Regions from separate parts of the Anser cygnoides genome. Here region 1 is linked to region 2. Evidence: chromatin contacts called from public Hi-C data. All regions are on one chromosome and are shown on one strand. The core of a region is the stretch at or near the end of the contact, and the rest is flanking DNA. Distances in the headings are between cores, read along the strand shown. Region 1 has its middle 61 kb from the start of CPEB2. Region 2 has its middle 130 kb from the start of CPEB2.

Region 1 (6,333 bases), core at 2,036-4,535, 73 kb after region 2:
AATCGCAGAAACTCTGTTTGAGGCATAGATTGATCTTGGTCTTTTAAAAATAGCACAAATCGCTAAGAAAATAAATAAATAAAGCTGTTGATATTGTACTTAACTTCTTGCCTCACTTCACAGATACAGCTGGAAGCTCCAGCGTGGTGGGGGCCTCTTCTCGAGGCAGGCTCACTGCATGGAAAGATCAAAGGATCAGAGCAGTCCTTCAGATGTAATCCCCAGCAAAGAGGGATGAGATTAGAAGATAGGCAGTGAGGGAAGGTCTCACACCTCTGCCCCTCTCCAGTCCCCCTCCATTTCTCCAAGCTTTCCAGTGGACAGATGATTTGAGGAACTGACAGAAAGAGCCCAGACTTACCCCATGCTTGGAGGTGTTTGCTGGAGGACCTCTAAAGCCACTGTGTAACAGAACTTGCTCACCACTTCCCCGAAGCAGCTTTCATGCACCTGCCCTGGGGTCTCTCATTGCTTCTGCAGCTCCAGGTCAACAGGTGGAGCCTTGTGGAGCTACCTGAGGTCTGTGGAGCTCAGTGTCCCCATCCAGTGGTCAAGTAAATGATATTAATGTGCAACCCTAGGGCCTTCAAGAATGAACAAACTGAAAACCAAAATAGTCATCTGCAGAAAATGTATGGTAAAAGAAAAATAATAATTATTATAATTAAAGGTAGAAACTGCAGTAGGCAAAAGGCAGGGAAATCAAAGTCCACAACAGCACTTAGCAATAATCTCCCTCAAAAATATCTCCCCATTTAACAAATGTGAATGAAATCCCCCAGAGGAGGCACACACAGGGAAATGAAACCTGGAACCCGTTTGCTGTCACTGAGGGTAGGCACCCTGCTGGGACAAACCAGAGAGAGGAGGCTGAGACAAGATGGTTTTCGCTAAAAAACATGGTCTACACATGCATGCGAGAAGGTGAGACCCAGCCTTTTAACACTGAGATAGCACCTACCTGAATTCACCTCACTTCCAGGGCTTTCTACCAACCTGTCCAGTGAAAAGCACCATCTCTCCATCATAAACCCAGTGCAGGCTCAGGTTCCAGCATCTCTCAGGTTTCAGCACAGAGGAGACCAAACCTGGACAAGCCTAGCAAGAGACTCCCTTGGTCCTGGGGTTTGAAGACATCTCCACCCCAAGGTAAACCCAGGTGCTTCTTCCTGACTCTTTAGCCCAGGCTTTTCTCCTGGTATACAGCTCTCTGGTGTCTCTGGGGCATTTCCCTGTTATTTGCAGTGCTTCCTGGGGCACTGTTCAGCTTCTTTCAGAGGATGTCTTTGGACAAACTGGTACACAATGTGCCATGGTAGTGGTTGGTTATAACTGGAAAGCTAAACTAAGCATTCAATATTGAGAAGCAAAGTGCTGGCATTTGTTGAAAAATGTAGCCTGTGTTACTGGAGTTGAAACACCATGAAGGATTACAGTATTATTACTCTTTGTAGCAATGAGACACTTGGGTTAACAAGGAGGTGAAGTCTGTAGAGAGAAGCAATAGCTTTTATTAGGCCGATTGGAATAAGGGAAAAGAAAACAAAAAGAAGAAGAGAAAAGATGGGTTTCCTCACCTGACAAAAAAAAAAAAAATCCAAACTGAATCTGGGTCAGGCTTAGTTCAATCTAATTATATCCGTTGATTTGTCCACTTGAGAGAAAAGCATAGTTAGTACCTGCTGAGCGGCACAGTGTGCTGGCAAAGGGAGAGGGGGAGCAGAAGAGGAAAAGGCAGGCTAGGAGCTGAAGCATGGGGACCTCAACCAGCAGGTCACACACCACAAAAGCTGTCTCTACCTCTGGCCCTCTGACTTTCCGTATCCGTTAGACTTCCGAGCTGTTCTTGTGAAGACTTTTGTGTGCTGACAAGAGCTAAACGCAGAGGACCTGAGAGCATTTTTAAAGCTAAAATCCTTTCCTGTTAGGCCAGACAAACTCTACATCAGTACTACAACATCTGAAGAGTGCCCTATTGGCTGGAGACAGCAAATTTCTCTGAGCAGAGAAACTCCCCTGCCTGCCCCGGGGCTGCATGCAGTGGTAACCCCTGCTCACAGGGGGATCTGGACCTCTCCAAACCTTCTGCCCAGCCTCAGGGGACAAACCAGGTCCTGAAAACATCCTGCATGCACCAGGGACCAGCAGCCTGTGGTGGCTCTTTCCTGATGTGGGCAGAAAGGTTATTATTTTCTCATTATTTCTCTTTTTTCTCTTCCATATCACAAGCAGCCTGCAAGATCACACCAAGGAGACAGACACATCCCCACAGAAAGCTATCGAAATCCACTGAGGCCATGATATTCTAATGGGAAGCAGTCATTGCCAAGCCTGCTCCCATTGAGCAGTATATGGGAATAGCCATCAAGTTCAATAGAGCAGGACCAGACAATTAAAGGAGAAAAGATTACCTCTCTTTTCCATTTCCTTCTGCTAACACAGAAAAAGATTAAAAAAATAATAAAAACTTTCTTTTCCCCATTCCCCCATTTGCATAACTCTATACTCCAATGATCAAAGCACAGACCTGTGAGCCAAGAGCTTTGGGGTCAGATCTTCACCCCGATCACACAGCTAATCAAACCTTCACAGCCCAGCCCAGGATTCCCAACAAAAGAAGAGGTCTTCTGCTACCACAGACTGGAGCAGCTGGTGCAGTGGTATTCCCACTCCCCTCCACAGGGAATGAGCAGAGGATGGGGTGCCCAACCTGCCCTCCCCTGGCAGCAAAATCTCTGCTCCGTAGCAGTAGCTGAGAAGCTTTAGGATGCCAGATCCAGGGCTGGGAACTGCCCGCGTTGCCTTTAAGTACTGGAAGCAGGAGCTGAGCAGAGCTGAGAAGCCAGCCATTGGCCTCCTGTCACGTTATCAGCCCACACACCCTCTTCCTCCTCTGTAAAAAGAGGGTACTTGAGCACTTACCTCATGGGGTGTTTGGGCTGTTAGCTTCAGGAACACAAACACATCCACATCCCTCTCCAAATATTCTCCACTTAATCTACCAGCATGTTTATAAGTTATTGCACAATAGCACTGGCAGGACTGCCAAGTCAAACTCTCCAAAGATAGGAAACGCAGAATTAAGGCTGGTCAGTCACATGCTATTTCAGTTCAAATACAATCAGTGCCTCAGTTGGTGTACCTGGAAGGAGCTGGTCTATGCACTGAATTCAGATGTTGTCTGTGGCAGGCTTCCCACATTCGCCGCAGAAACGGAGAGGGGAACAATGCGGGAGATTGCAGGAAGAGGAAGAATACTTTCATTGCTTAAAAAGAAATGTCATTTAGATACGAGTCTCTCTGAGTGTGTGCCAGGGGACCCATTCAGATACCGGACAATGTCCTGAGACTAAGTCACATGAGAATGACTGCTCAACCATGGCCTGTTCCTAGCGTCGTGCCCATCAGACAGGGCTTGACCTTCTCAGCGGTGGCTACGGGTGTGGGTGAGGATGCCAGGACTTAATGCTGTGCGCTGTGAAAACCCAAGGTCTCGGTGCCTTGGAAAGGACAGCGAACTCCAGAAGACATTTTAAGCAAGCTTGTCTTTATTTCCTCAGTTGCAAAATGTGAATGATAAGATTGCCCAAGCTCTCAGGGAAGCCGCCCAAATTAGTGCCCGTAAGATTTTTGGTAGCATCAGAAAAATATCAAAATAACAAAAAAAAAAAAAAAAAAAAAAAAAGAAAGAAATGAAAAAAACTTCACTGAGTGAAACTAGAGCCCTGTGGAAACTGTAACAGGCAGTCAAGCAACCCAGCCTGGAAAACCAGAGCACTGAGCTCCGGAGCCGGGATTGCTCCCCTGCCACGGGCCCCACATGGGCGAGCACGCTCCAGGCAGCGGGGCCATGTCCAAGCTGCACTTGGTCCGAAAGAAGGATCAAGGAAGAGCGCTAGTCTGGCCCTTTGATGAGGGCACTGACCGAGTTGCACAAGCAGATTTTAATAACAGCGTGTTCCTAACTCCTGAACGCCTGACATCGCAACCCCCACCTTCTTGAGCCTTAGGATTTTTTTTGGCCGTGACATATACTAAGAACCACCAAGCTCAGAGCTCCAGACCGAAGCACCTAAACCTGTCCATTCATTGTCTGCAAAGTGCTGTGAAGATTAAAAATATGCAAGGGTATTATTTTGGCAGACAGCAGGATCCAAAATGCAACTCTACTTTTTCCTAGTTCATGTTGAAGCTGTTAAAATTCTCTGAATATTAAATGTCCAGCCCCACTTTCAGGGTTGACTTAAATGCGGTTTCCAAAAAATGTGCTGAATATTATTCATTTCTCAGAGAATCAAAAAGCTGGAGGCCCTTTGATGGGGTTGCTTGCATTTTTAAACCACATACACACACACTACTTAGAAGAATTTGGCAAGTTTGGTTATATATGTCGGTATCTCAGACAAAAATGCAGGATATGAACCCAAAATTCCTGTTGTTTATAATTGTTATATATTATATTTTTCATGTCTTTGACCTGAATCTCTCATACACTACACGGCACTATACCATTGGCTGAAGGAAGGTGAAAATGAACTACAAAATCTCCAATAAGCAAAAACTGCAAAGAACTGATGTCTGCTACCTTCAATTTCCAAATTCAATTTCCATTAAACAAACAAGGAAATAACTTTTTTTACAGTGCTAAATATAGATCTTATCTTGCCTCTGGGTGCCAGGAAGAAAGTTTCAGCGACCTTCTTGAGGAATGTTTATGCCCCAGTTTAACACCTGAGTTGGTTAAAGTGAACTGAACTTGCAGGAGCTGATGTCAAACAAACTCTGAATGAATCAGAACAATTGCTCATGGAAGCAACATACTTGAGGGTGGCAGATAAATTAGAACATAAGTCATGATACAGATTTATGTGTCGGCGTATTTATTCAATGTTCAGGTGAGTGCCAGCACCAAAGCTGGACTGTTTGTGGCCACAGATCACCACATCTGTGACAGAGAACTTCACACATTCTGCAAGTCCCAGTGCAGGTTTTACACCAACTCAGGTCAGATTTGACTCTACAGGTCAATTGGAAGTCAAGCATCCAAAAATACAATGCATAACGCTGCAGTGCCTAACACTGTGGCACCCAAATTCCTTAGAGCAAGTGGAGAATTTGGCACTAACTAATAATTGGGCTTATGCAGGTAGGTGTAGGCAGACCTGGACTCCTCTGGCTGTGCTCTTCACTGGCTGGATGCAGGCCAGTTGTGGTTCGGAGGCTGTTTAGCTATGTTAGCACTGTGTTTCGCCTCAGCAAAAGCACCCTGCCTTTCAGCTGGATGTACTGATTGAAGTGCAGCAATGCACTAACATCGTATACACCGCTGGATCACTGCTGGGTCTCATCTGGCCAGCTCAGACCACAGGCAGGATGGAAATCTCTGTCCGAGCTTGTCTTCATAGGCATCCTCCAGCTTGCACACTGAATAGGAAGACACCTGAATTATCTCAGACAAGTCAAGGAAAGATGCAAAGTTAAAGCTCTTAAGAGAGCTAGGTGATGCCGTGCCAATGGACATTATCTCCTTCTCCTTGACCATGAATGTTCTTTTGGCATTCAACACCTAAGACAGGCCTTTCCCACAAAACACACAGTGCTCCCTCCTCACCCACTCTGCCTTTTATCCTGTAATCTAGTGATTAAAGACTTCATGTGAGAGGTGGAAGAGCTCTTTTTTTGCCTGAAGGCTTTTAACAACCAGCTTCTAATTTTCAGCAGCAATCTAGCTATGAAGGCGGTGGGTGTTCGGAGGGCTCTCAGTCCCTCCTGTTAAAATTGCTTTGCTTTTTTTCAAAACAATTAGGTATCTACTGGGGTAGAGCGAAAGAGAAAGTTACTGCATAGTTAAGTGGTTACACACTCAGCTGAGGGTAGGGGCAGAGGAAGAATGTAAATATTTAGCCAAAGTTGAAAAACCTGAACGAGAGATTTGGAGAACATCTGTCCCAGAATACCCTGAAGTGAAGTAATTAGGCTTTCCTAGGATACAAACACACGTTTGAGTACCAGCCAGCAGGGAAGGGATTTGGACACGAGTTTCTCATATTGCAGATAAGTACTTCAGAGTGATGTGCAGGTCTGGCTGGTGAGAGTCTGGGTATGGCTCACTGTTCTTGTGCACGTGGGGAGACCTTTTGGAGCGTTTCAGGATGGGACTCGCAGGCTGGAGAGGATGCAGAGCATCTCACTTGCCATCCCAGTGAAGCCCCAGCATGAGTTGGGGCTTGGATCTGCAAAACTTTTGGGACTGACACAACGTGGGAGTCCGAGCTGCTGCTCCCCACCAGGGCTGCTGCCACCCCACAACCATCCTCTTGCCCAAATCTCTCA
Region 2 (5,994 bases), core at 1,901-4,400:
CTGCTTCTCTCTCACAGCAAGCACAACTCCCTGCTGTCCCCTGGGCTTGTTCTTCTTCAAGAGCCTGTATCCATCCATGGCAGCGCTCCAGCCTGGTGCTCTGGTTCAGCCCAGATCTATGCTTGTGTGAGCACAAACATGTCATTAAATAACCGAGCCATTCCCAAGGTTAAGACACCATAAATTTGTGTCTAAACTTTATGTCCCTTCATGAATTAAGGCAATTCAGGCAGCAGGCAGAATACTTGTTAACAGTTCATTTTCTCTCCCCTCTCCATTTCCTGTCAGGAAACAGCTTACAGGTCTTCTTGATAGTGTTCTAGAAGAAATCATAGTTACACAGAAAATTTTACAAACAATAAATTCATAAAAAAAAAAAAAAAAGGCTTTGAAGCGCTGTTGCAGAACATGAAGTCAACAAATCAGAAATTTTATGGCTCTACAAGCACCCTCATTCATTGTCTTTCCCGGTCCTGGGCTAGCAGTGGTGGAGTGAAATAACTATCGTTTACACACATTTTCAGTCACTGTTTGAGTGAGTGCTCAGTTTCAGGAGGGTGAGTGCTGTTTGGGAGCTGTTTAATTCACTGCTAGCTGAGTCACGGCCATTTGCCTATCTGACTTCTCTACCTGAGCACAGCACACTCAGGAAACACATCCTGGCTACTTCCTACAACCACAGGGCACTGTGAGCAATGTGGAATACGTTGACTTCTTTTTCAAACTCCAGGCTCAGAAATCTAGAGACATTTATGACTGGACAGCCTTCCAGGGGGATTAAATACACACTGTTGAACAGTTGCTGAGTACTGACTGTCCCGAGGAAAGAAAGGAGTAAATATTCAGTCTATACCAACTTGCTCATCATAGATCAAATAGGTCAGATTAAATCAATTAAAAAACCTTCAAAACACCTGTAAGCTAGTTAAAAAGGTTGGCTGTCTGCAAATAGCCATCTACCAGATAAGCACTTCTCTCTTCGGAGCGTTCCCAGCTGCTTACCCACCCCCAGAAGTGAAGCTCTCTCACTCTGATGACAGTAACCTCTTGAACCAGGAGGAGATGGGCTGCACAAATGCAATTCACTCATCCAGTACACCAGCAAAGAATGTCTTCTTGCTGCTAAGAACAAAGACAACCACATCTTGTCTAGCAGTCAACTCAATGAACTCAAAGATCTCAATGAATTAAAACTTCGTGCATGTGTACTTTTCCAAGGACTATACTTGTCTTAATTACTGTGCAGAAAATACACCTTCTCAGACCTTTTTCTGTTCAATTATATGGAAGTCACCCATGATCATGAACATAGAAAACAGCCAGGAATGCTACAATTACCAGGGTGAAAGGGAACATCATTTCATTGATCCCAGCATCCAACCATCTGCTGCCACCAGGATATGGTGCTTCAGAGAGGAGAGAGACAATATTATTCCTTTGCCCCCCACAGCCTATTAACTTGCAAAATAAACTCCAAATTTGATCTTTCTTATCACAACAAACCTTGCAGCAGAAATCTTGAACTCTCTTAAGAGAGTATTAGAGCTCAAACAGTGATATAATTTAGAAAACTTAAAAACAAACAAACAAACAAACAAAAAAAACGCCATATATCCCAACATTGCTCTGGACTCTTTTAAGCTGCCTACCTTTTCTTTTGAGCCTGGTTTGAAAAGTAAACAGAAAAACAGGATTATGTGAGCAACAAGTAATTTGTACACAATGGTGGAATGAAGCCTATCTAGCAACATAAATCGCTTGCAGAGTGATCTTGTGAAGACAAGTCAAAACATACAAAATAAATGTTTAATATTTTCCTATTAATGTCTGAAGTTTTTTTCCTGACTACAAAGAGATGCCATTTAAAGTGGATATATCCAATGAGCTCAACTCTGCAACTCTGCTGGTTCCTTGTACGGTGTGTAGTAACACTAAACTGCATTTTTTTTCTTGTTTGATCTTCAAGTTTTAAGCAAGAAAAAGGATCATGAAAGCATTTTCAAGCAGGTTTTTGGTCTTTTAATTCAGTCACAATTTCTGCTCTCTATAGTTTAAATTATTCATAACAAATTGTGCAGATACAGATGTCAGCAAGTCATCGGCTAAATAATAAATTCAAAAAGGGCTCTGCAGCCATTCTCATAACATATCAGGTGCATCCTGTACTTAGTCAGGAGTGATCATTCCTTTGCAAGTTACATATGCAGATTAATTCATCTCATTTCTTGATGACTCTAAAGCTAGTTGATGCTCTAAATGCACAGGTATTAGATGACCATGTTCTGTTTAAAATTTTCTCCAGATCTGGTTGAATGGCATTCCGAAATGAAGTCGGTTAACTGAAGAATGCATGGAACTCTTTAACCCAGTAATGCACACTGTCAAAAAGACCCATCAAAAGGGCTGAGGAAGAGTCTTCAGATTTTGTCTTGGTTTTGTTTATTGGATTTCTTTTTATTCCCATCAAACTTAATCTATATTAATCTCAGGGACTAGCCTGTGAAGCTCCTTAGATTGGATGTTCAGTCCACAGATGACACTGTCTTTTCTATATCCATAGAATGTCTTTTCTATATATGTAGCTGTCACTACTCAGTAATACTCAACTTTTTTTTTCCACGACAAATGGAAAGTGGCAGAAATGAATTAAATTTTTGCCAGAAAATTCAAACTGGTAAAACAGCAAAAGTTCTTCTCATTCCTCTTGAGGGCACTTTGGACTTGGTAGCTGTATCAGTACAGCAAGCTACCAGTGGTCCTGAGGGCACCCCGAAGACCTGTTGTGTTGAAGGTTCGGATAGGGGACATGGAAGCACAAGCTCAGCATAGGAAATCACAAACCATGAATTTATGGTTGAGACTTGATGGACAATTCAGAGTCTTTTATGTCCAGGGACAGGTTTGGAGGAAGAACATGAAACAAATGCAGGGTGAAAAAATATATTTTCCATTAATCAGTTTAAAGTCATACAGATACCTACCTGTATGTCCACGTGTCATGGACGCCTAATGTTTGTATCTAAATAAGGTATTTGTACAGGAACATAGCCAGTAGGCAGCTACCTGGTCACACGTGGATAGAAGCAACTGATTTATGTGAGCACACTGGGCATTTACACACATTAATTACACAGTTACTCACGCAGCACAAGTCTGGGTTTGAAAGTCCAGGTCTTTATTTGCAAAGAGCATTGGGACTCCTCTGGACAAATAAATGATAAACAGTAAAATCACTCTGAGGTCAGTCCCCAGACAGGCAAGGATAGTGTCTGGGGATGCCAAACATAGTTCTACAGAGTAACTCAAAGGTAGCTTAGAAAGGATCTGTCCCAGGATAGCTTCCTGCTCTTTCCAGCAGTGACTGCATAAGGCATACAAAAAGAAGCAGAACATCAGGCTTGCTCTATTTATGCCTTACCCTGTATCCCATAAGTCCATGTTTTTCTCACAGCCTTGTCTAGTTTTGAATAAAACACAAAATGATCTCCAAAATTAGACCAATCAATGCATGGAAAGCACTCTAAGCACTCTGTCTGTGCCTGACCTGTGACTGAATAGTCACCATTATATTTAGCTCAACCATTTGCAAGTCTGTGATGTCGAACAAACGCTCTACTTTCCCCTAGTTTAGCAAAGTGCTCCTAAATTTAACTCTGAGTCAACACTGTACAACTGCACATTTAAGTTAACCTGCATAGTCAGCTTATAAATTTTTAAGGAGCTTTTCCTCCTCTAACACTGAATGTAAATGTGAGTTGTTTGAACAAAGACACTAATTTATCAGTTATAACAATGAATGCACCTCTTTGGCTACTCCTGACTGCTTGAAATGTCCATTTTCCATTAACATTAATGGAGATAGATGACAAAAATTATGCAGAATAAAAATCACAAGGCCAGGACATAGTCTGGTATAAATTGCTGTACTTTCAGCAACATCAGTGGTGTTATGTCCATTTTTCCTAGCTGACTATCCGGCTGTTAATTTCCAGCTTTTCAAGAGACTTTTGAGATGCCTAATGTTTATATTTTTTTCACTTAGTTTTGTGCTTTCTTTTGATTTGAAACAATGATAATGCATTGTTTATGCTTTCAATCTATTTGTAAACATGTCTCCTGTGCAGTCAACAAGAGTTTTCCACGGTGTTTATAAGAAATTATTTATGGATCTTCATAAAAATAGGCTTGTGTTAGAAAAAAAAAAAAAGTATTGTCATTTCATCTGCTCTTGACATACACTGCAAAGAGAAGAGCATAATTTCAGAAAAAAATCAGAGAAAAAAGCACAGAATTTAGTAAATTAAATAAGGGACATTCCATGAAAGACCCACATGAAATAAAAGAGCAGAAATACATGGGGAAGAAGGAAATTAAGGAAGAGTTTATAGTTGTGATGCCACATTTTATTAAAATAACATTTTACCTAAAATCAACTAGCATATGTTTTGCGCAAGGTCATATTGAGAATCGGAGTAGAGTGAGCAAATACTGCATCTCTGGGTGCCTTCCTTTTTACAGCTTTTTACGTACTGAGTGAGTATGTGGGAGCTCTGATATGAATTAAGGCCCCAATGAACTACATTCTGTATATAGATGGCCCGACGCCTGAGGGAATGAGAGATTCATTTGGGATATACCTCCACTCCCAAAACCTGAGCTCATGGCTGGTGGATGCAAAATCCACTACAACCTGTTTTCTCAACTCTTACACTTCCAGCTCTACTTCCAGAAAATAGTGGTTGCAGCAGCTGCAAAAAGTAGATTCTTCCCTTGCCTTGAATTCTGTCAAATCTCCTGTCAAATAAATGGATCATTTCTTCAAACACAATATTACTCATCAGCTGTCTCAGCCATCCCTATTCTTACCTAATGTGTGTGATCTTTCAGTAAAGACCAGTATTTTAACTTAAATTTACACTCACTGACAGAATTACTTTTTTTTTTTTTCTTTAATACATGCACAGTGCAAGATGACAGACACATCACAGAAAATGAGCATGGACTTCAGCAACCCCGATCAAGTTCTTTGGCATATACAAAAAGGAGAGAAAGAGGAAGTGTAAGTATGTGATTTTTTTTTTTTTCACATCCAAAATAAGGCCTAATGAGATAAATAGGGCTTCAACTATCTTGAAGAGGTATAAAGGTCAAGAGCACCCAAACTATTCTAGTTTTGAGATGTTCCACTGAAGCCAGATGGATATTGCATGGAGATAGTGGGAATAAACACAAATTACCTCCCATCAGATTTACCTGGATGTGCACACTAAAAATAAAGGGGCTTAGTTGTCTGCTAAATGACCACAGGAGGAAAGAGGATTTACTCACACAATAATCAAAATAAAATAAAATAAAATAAAAATCCCAGGTCTTACTTTAGACCATGTGAGGCAGCACTACACCAGGTGTATCAGCAAGCAGCACAGGCACTATCATAAGCATTGTAGCTCAGGTCAGAAGCGCATTTGCAAAGCTCTTGACTGTCTCCCCCTTACTGTGCTTTGGTTGGAGCAGCAGAGCTGTCTCAGGGCACACAAACCAGATGCCTTTCAGCCAAAGTGAAACTCAAAGACCTGCTCCAGCTGCTAATGATTCAGCCCTCAGAACCTAACCAGAGCTAGCCTGAATTAAAGTCCCCAAAACTACATGTCGCACAAAGGTCAATGGAAGTTTTTTGGTCTGCAGATCCACTAGTAAAAGAACACACTACTTGCTGATGTAGAAAAAGTCATGTGCAACCACTGCACAAAGGGACAATGACAAGTGGGGACAAGGCTGATTATAGTCAGCCAAAATCAACTGTCGAGGCCTAACAAGCTTGTGATGAAGTACTGCTAATGTAATTATCACCTTAGGGTCCACAAAGGAGTGCACTGATATAGTAGAAGACAAATGGTGTAGTAAACAAGAGTCAGACATGAGTAAAAAGCAAGGATTTCCAAACTGAAGGCTGTGATCAAGTCAGCAGCATGGTGACAGTGAGAAAAAGAGCAG

What was found. Hi-C and Micro-C count contacts between places; a contact is called where the count stands out from the background.
Region 1: a contact with region 2 is called in a Hi-C map of liver, with 5 times the contacts expected there. The contact joins two enhancer-like sites. A contact is called at or near these places in 2 of 7 Hi-C or Micro-C datasets (both in liver).

What each region holds. Positions count from the first base shown.
Region 1 is chr4:15,519,491-15,525,823 of Taihu_goose_T2T_genome, forward strand. No RefSeq gene overlaps it. Among named protein-coding and RNA genes, the nearest start is that of CPEB2, 61 kb to the right of the region's middle. Within about 2 kb of position 3,286, at least 1 of the 3 cell types and tissues checked has open chromatin away from gene starts, as enhancers often do. A contact at or near this core is called in liver, where this site is marked.
Region 2 is chr4:15,446,576-15,452,569 of Taihu_goose_T2T_genome, forward strand. No RefSeq gene overlaps it. Among named protein-coding and RNA genes, the nearest start is that of CPEB2, 130 kb to the right of the region's middle. Within about 2 kb of position 3,151, at least 1 of the 3 cell types and tissues checked has open chromatin away from gene starts, as enhancers often do. A contact at or near this core is called in liver, where this site is marked.